Linked DNA regions of Mus musculus: region 2 is linked to region 1. A link is a contact called in public HiChIP or PLAC-seq data. All regions are on one chromosome and are shown on one strand. Each heading gives the region's core, a stretch centred on a gene start, on an enhancer-like site or on the middle of the called end of the contact. The rest is flanking DNA. Distances are from core to core; before and after follow the strand shown.

The links. HiChIP or PLAC-seq counts read pairs in DNA pulled down with a chosen protein or histone mark.
Region 2: a contact with region 1 is called in an H3K27ac HiChIP or PLAC-seq map of embryonic stem cells, with 4 times the contacts expected there. The contact joins two enhancer-like sites. A contact is called at or near these places in 4 of 39 promoter capture datasets (frontonasal cranial neural crest, hippocampal neurons, liver and 1 more) and 1 of 115 datasets of contacts at active chromatin or transcription factors (embryonic stem cells).

Annotation. Positions count from the first base shown.
Region 1 is chr16:46,099,894-46,103,172 of GRCm38.p6, forward strand. All of the region lies in intron 3 of Cd96 (CD96 antigen), which reads right to left. Among named protein-coding and RNA genes, the nearest start is that of Cd96, 19 kb to the right of the region's middle. Within about 2 kb of position 1,433, at least 11 of the 459 cell types and tissues checked have an H3K27ac peak or open chromatin away from gene starts, as enhancers often do. A contact at or near this core is called in embryonic stem cells, where this site is marked.
Region 2 is chr16:48,478,128-48,481,500 of GRCm38.p6, forward strand. Morc1 (microrchidia 1) reads left to right here. Exons shown (of 27, transcript NM_010816.1): 9 at 1,701-1,826. Among named protein-coding and RNA genes, the nearest start is that of Morc1, 49 kb to the left of the region's middle. Within about 2 kb of position 1,389, at least 12 of the 459 cell types and tissues checked have an H3K27ac peak or open chromatin away from gene starts, as enhancers often do. A contact at or near this core is called in embryonic stem cells, where this site is marked.

The DNA.
Region 1 (3,279 bases), core at 183-2,682:
CTCCTAAGAAGTGGGATTTAAACATTAACGTGACTTTCATTGGTCTAACTCTAAACTTTCCAGATCCGTCATTATGCACAGGGGCAATGGGAGAAACTAATGGGAGAAAGGTGAAGAGAAATGCATTCGAGAAGATATAAAATAATGAAAGCAACTCTCTGTGACTGAGAACTTCTAGTTTAAAAATGCTAGATTCGGGGTAGAAGGAGAATCAAGGCTGGTGAGTGAATCTGGCACAGGCAGATTTATTAGAGTAATTATATAGAAATTTCCAGTCGACTAAATAGCAGTTCTTATACAAACCCTAACTCTTTGGCTGAATCTGGCTGAGTTTATTATCTGTCATATACCAATGAAACTCTAGGGTTCCTTGCAAAGAACTTCAGCCTGCATAAACCTTTCCCCCCTGAAGCAAGCTATGCACTTCTACAGCTTCATAAAGCAGTCTTTGGAGAGTAGGCATCATCTTCCTTTTGAAGAAGAGCAAAGGGAGAATATATTCCCAAGACAGGAGAGCCCTGAGTACCCACAGAATGAAGTAGAAGTCTTTTCCCTCAACACCACAGATCTGAAGGTAATAGTAAAGGAAGTTGGCTCCCCCTGCAGGGCCGTCAGCACAAGGTACTTCTTACAGCTGGTTTTTATAATGATTTTGTAGTTCAAAATGTTCTTGGAGAGACTTTAATGGGAATAGCTTCTAACATTACTAAGAGACACAGCCTCACAGCTGACTTTCTGTCCCTTATTCTACAACGTTCCCTGAGGCTTAGGTCTGGAGTCCTTAGTAGATGTGTACATTGGAATTGCATTCTACAACTCTGCATTTTGATTGGCTGTGGCTTTCTACATTTGTCTCTGTCTGTTGCAAGGAGAAGTTTCTTTCATGAGGTGTGAGAACTATGCTTATCTGTGAGTATAGGGACAAATGATTGCCTACACATGAGTTGAACGAGGACAACAAGAATAGGCAGGGCAGGGTAGGCGGGGAAGAGGACAATGCCTCAAACCTACATAAAGAACTATGGGAAACTAAGGAACTCTAAGAATGAGAAAAATAACCTTCTCCGAGGAAGAGCATACTGATGGGGTATCCAATACCAAACGGCTAGCCCGGAAAACAAACATGTACACATGTAACATCAAGTAACGTAAAAAGAGGGCTGGAGAGACAGCTCAGCAATAAAACAGCTAGGCTCACAAACAAAAAACAATGAATGAAAAAAGAGGCCACAAATTTGAAAATGAACAAGGAGGAATATATGGGGTTGGGGGTTGGAGGGAGGAAAAAGAAGAGGCAAGTTACGTAATTACATTATAATCTCAAAAATGGAATATGTTCTTGGCCTTTGAACTGTCAATCATGAGTCAGAAAGAGAGTCAACAGACCCAATCCCTCCCCCCTGAACTATTGATTACTGATAGATTTTGATGGACGGGTAGTAGTTGTCTTTATTTGTGTAACCATTCATGAGCCAGACAAAAAGTCCCACCGATAGTGCTTGTTAAACTCAGTGGGTCAGAAACTCAAGCAAAAAGACATGAATGTGGGAACGGATCTTGTGTAAGGAGAGGGTTGACCGGGTGGGAGGGAAATAAGAAGGGTCAAGTGCGTCGGGGGTAACTACCATGCATTGCATACATGTATGGAATCCTTAAAGAATAAATTTAGTAGGTTATTTTAAAGAGTTCTTGCTTGTTTCACCATGTGGGTTTTCTATTTGGGACATTTCCATCTGTCACATTGTTAGAGGCACAGGGTATACACAAGGTGGAGACTGGTAAGAAAATGCTTTTGCTTGGATTGTAAATCAAGGTAGGACTTGCTCTGATAGTTCGATTCATAAAAATACCATACCACTATATATAGCAATGTATCTAACAGGTTTCTGTTTTATTTGCTTTCCCTTGGCATTTGGCAGTTGCAGAGGGAGAGGATAGCTTTGTTTTTTAAAGGTGGAATTCAGCTACAACGTGCCCTGAGGCATGTGACAGAAGGAAATCCTGAGGGATTGTAGATTGGGCCCTCCAGGGGCCCAAACCTGCATTTGCATCACAGAGCAAAAGGGGAAGCAAATCTAGTTCAGAGAAACCACCCAGTATCTAAAGCTAGGAGAGGGGGCAGTGCTATAAGCACACTGTGACTACAGCTGAAAGGTTCCGTTCTTATTACTACAGCTTTTTACTTTTAAACTGCTATTTCTCTTTTGGTTTGGATTGTAATATAATTACATCACTTTTCTCTTCCCTTTCCTCCCTCCAAAGCCTCCCATATACCCTTCCTTGCTATTTCCAATTCGTGGCCTCTATTTTTATTATTGTTACACAAATATATGTTCATATTACACATATATTATATTATATACATTCCAAAATGCATTCATATACTCTGCTCATTTTATAGAATGTTACTCATATGTATGTTTTCAGGATGACCACTTGGTACTGGATAACCACTTGGTATGCTTTAATCTATTTAGTGCACTCTATGTTCGAAGCACTGCAAAGTTTATTCAAGCCTATCTTATACCCCTTACTCCAGTCTTCAGGAAATTAACTTTCCCGCAGCTACGGAGAATAAGAAGGTCCTCATATCAAAGGGTTTTAAAGCATAGATGCTCAGAAGTAAGGAAAATCATGCTTCAGGACTATACATACAGAACAAATCTGAACCACTAGATAATTTAAAAATATATAAAACTTTGGGCATATCTATAATGAGAAATTTAGGACAAATTCCAGAAAGACTTTATACAGAAATCAGGGCTGGATGCTGGTTGATAGGGCCTTATGTTATACAGACCCACCTGTGGTGGCCTGCAACATACAGCATATTTCAACTGCTATTGAGTATAAACAATCTCAGTTGACCTGCTCTGCAGGCAGACTGGCAGGGGACCACACACAGACAGCCTTTATTTCTACTTTTTTTTTCTTTCTGTTTTTCAGAGAACAAAATATCTACCTTTAAAAATGTTAATAAGTACTTCAAAAACTTTATGGGTTTACATCTTGATAAACCTTTAAAATGTTTTGATATGCTATATAAATCTAACTAGCAATATAGTCCACACACTTAATAGCTGGTCACTAAGTTCACTCTTCCCTAGTTGTACCCACAAACACTCTGTGGTTTTTATGAACATTTATGTTGTCCCCATCTAAATGGGAAGTTTGGAGGGTTATTGCTATGGTTAATATGGTTTTGTTCCTGTACCTCTAAATCTTCTTCCCAGAGTCACAGTGTTGAAAGTGCTGCCCAGATGGAGACACTTGGCCTAT
Region 2 (3,373 bases), core at 139-2,638, 2.4 Mb after region 1:
TATTTCAACACTGGCAGGATTCCTTCGGATGTTTATAAGCATCCCAAGAACTATTGTTTTTCTTTTCTCGACTAAGTGAAGGGATACTTAATTGTTTAACCCCTGGGGTACTAAATGAAACTGCAGCATCACAGTGCAATACTGTAATGCAGATAGTGTCTCTTGTTGCATTCAAAGTGTATTAGCAATGACACATATGCATGCACATGCTGTAATAAGGAAACCCATTACTTCATATGCCAATTTAAAAATAAATTAGAAAGTGCATTGATATTTATAGCATAACAGCCACATCCTAGGCACTTTGACATGATTTATGTCAGAAAATTGGAACAATTGAAAGGAATTCCTTTGATCTTTGATCAAGCTTCAGATGGTATCCAAAGGAAATTATATCTTACCAGAAAACCCTTGGATTACTTAGGGCTTCACCTTCAGTTTCCAGAGTCCCTTGGAGTTCTGCCCTTGGACTGAGTGCCTGCTGAACAGATCCCTCAGATGGACCTCAGAGCTTTACCTCATCATCTCTGTCTCCTTCTGAACCAGAGAGAGATGGCTTCCTGCTTTCTCTTTAATCTCGGAGCCTTTTCTGCAGCTTAGAAGCACAGAACGCCACCTCTTAAGCCTGGCTTGGTTTGCTTTTGCCCAGCATTTCTTGTCTATTTGGAGAATATTTACAGCTCACAAGTGGGTTCTAACATTTAAGGTCTGCTAAGAGGCACAGTGTTCCAGCAACCTCCCAGGAGCATGCAGTTTACTGTTTTTTATTCCTGGTTGTCTTCTCTTCCGATCTGTTTTCTTTCTTCTTTGTCTTCACTCATCCATCCTGTTAGAGTGTTCTCTCAGCTGACCATAAGAACTTACTCTAATACCTGATTACGTACGGAGTTAAGTGTTATATGTCCCCTTCAATGTTCTGAAAGCAAATGAGACTTTTCCCCCCAATTTTATTTCTCTCTTCACAACTGATTAGTAGAAATTCCTTTTGTTCACGTGGACCTACAATCTCTTAGTTATGTTTGAACAGGAAGATTACATTGTTTGTTTAGTTTTTGTTCTGCGTCAATTACTGGACCAGCTAATGTAAAGTATTTTTCCTGTGACTGATGTATCTTCTTAGTTGGTTAGCTGCCAACAGATTTTAGTTCTGACCAAAGCAAATGTTATCTGTGTTTGCCTTCTGTTCAGAGGCTTAATGCCATGAGTGTGGTAAGATTTGCTTGTGTTTGCAGCATCGTTAGTTCTGGGAAAAGGTTTCTAAGAGCATACAGGAATCTGAAAGAGACTGAGCCCAGGGCCCATATGTCTGCCTATGTAGTGCCCAGTTGGTAGAGCTGTTTGGAAAGGAGAAGGAGGTGTGTCCTTATTGGAGGAGGAGTATCACTAGCGGTGTGGGTGTGGTCTTTGAAGTTTCAAAAGCCCAGGCCATTCCCACTTAGCACTCCCTCTGCTTTCTGCTTGTGGTTTGTTACGGAAGCTCTTACCTGCTGCCCTAGCCAACATGTCTGCTGCTTGCTGCCCTGCTGCCCTGGCGTGATGAACTCTCACCCTGTGTAACCGGTTCCTTACATTCGTTGCCTTGATCATGGTGTTTAAAACTAAGACAGAGTGCACTAGTAGAACATTTCTTTTTTTTTTTTTAATCTTCCCAAAGAGAATGGTACCCTGCACACTGTGACCTTTCGAATTCTCTATTTTAGAATTCCAGAGAGACGGTCATTCAGAGCCTACACAGCTGTTCTGTATTTTGAACCCCGGATGAAAATATTTATTCAGGCCAAAAGAGTTCAAACAAAGCATCTGTGTTATTCCCTCTACAAACCCAGGTAACATGTTTCCTTTATTTCCTTGATTTTTTTTTTAACATATAAAATTGATATAACTCCTCAGGTTGTCAAGAGGAAGGCATTGACTGATGGTAAGAGTGTCACGTTGCTCTCAGGAAAGACTGAACACTTCAGGGAACAAGCAAAGTTTGGATAAGGCTCAGTAGGAATTGGCTGTTCACTTTCACGCTTTGGTTGTGATTCTTTCCAAGAAGAGAACCCAACTGGAGGTGTTTTTGAGTTTATATAGTAGTATGTTAGAACGATTAAGCTCCATATGGTCTTGTTATATAGTAATGTTCTTCAGAATGAGATTACAAGAAAGTGATTCCATAGGATTTTTACCACTTAATAGTGACGTAAGTGTCTTAGTGTTGTAAGTACACTGTGGCTGCTGACCTAGTTCTCAGACTGTAACATACCATCCCTATCATTAAGCAATTCATGGCCTACAGTTATGCATGGTATGCATATAGGATGAGCAGATGTATAAAATACCTGATCCACTTATATTTTACTACATATATTTTTATTTTCTTTTAAAAGTTATTTTATTTTATTAGTTTATATCTGTGGATCTTTCGTCTGCATGCATGTCTATATACCACTTGTATGCAGCATTCACTGACAGCAGGATTGGGCACTGGATCCCTGGAACTGGGGTTAAAGACAGTTCTGATCTGTGGTGCGAGAAATTGAACCTCCGACCTCTGGAAGAGCAGCAATTGCTCTTACCTGTTGAGCCATTTCCCCAGCCCCTTATTTTATACACATATTTAATATAAAATTTAAGCTTGAATTTTCATAATATAGAATCAGTCTTGCCCAAATACTTATGAAGTTCCAATGGTCTTTTCTTATTTGTACTGTTTTTTTGTCTGTTGGTTTGTTTTTTCTGGGTAGCCATTGATTTGTAGAGGTTAGCACATTCCATGTGTCAGATTATACAGGTACAGAGACTAGAAATAAAAAACGAGTCTCACTTAAGGAACTTACAATTCACTAGGAGAAACAATGTTTTAATGAGGGCTAAATAGGTACCTTTTACTTATATTATTTTCTACAGTGGCTTTGTGGTTTTGTTTTGCTTTAAACCATCATGATGTTAGAGATCTGAATAAAAACTCAAATCTTCTGGTTCCATTTTCTTTTCTTTTTACCAGTCCTCATTTGGTGTTTCTCTCTATATATCAGGTTACTTTTGGTAAAACATCTTTGCTATCATGTTGTTATGGTGTCATGAAATCTCAACTGCTGGCCTGGTGCTTGAAAAACTCCTCAAAGAGATGTAAAATTAAAAATACAGATTAATTCTGTGACTTCACCAAACAACAGTGGATTTCTCAACAGCTCCAATTTGGATTTCTGTTCATTCATGTCAGGCTGTTCATTTCCTAGTAAATATCAAACAGTGTTTCATCTCCATCAATCTCAGTCTTGTGGGAGGTACCAAGGGTCTTCTGGATCTGTCAGCTGGTCTTTTCAAGTTATTCCTGTCTTAGTGAGTTTGGTTAAGAAAAATGTTCAAGCCACTGGAAAATGTATTC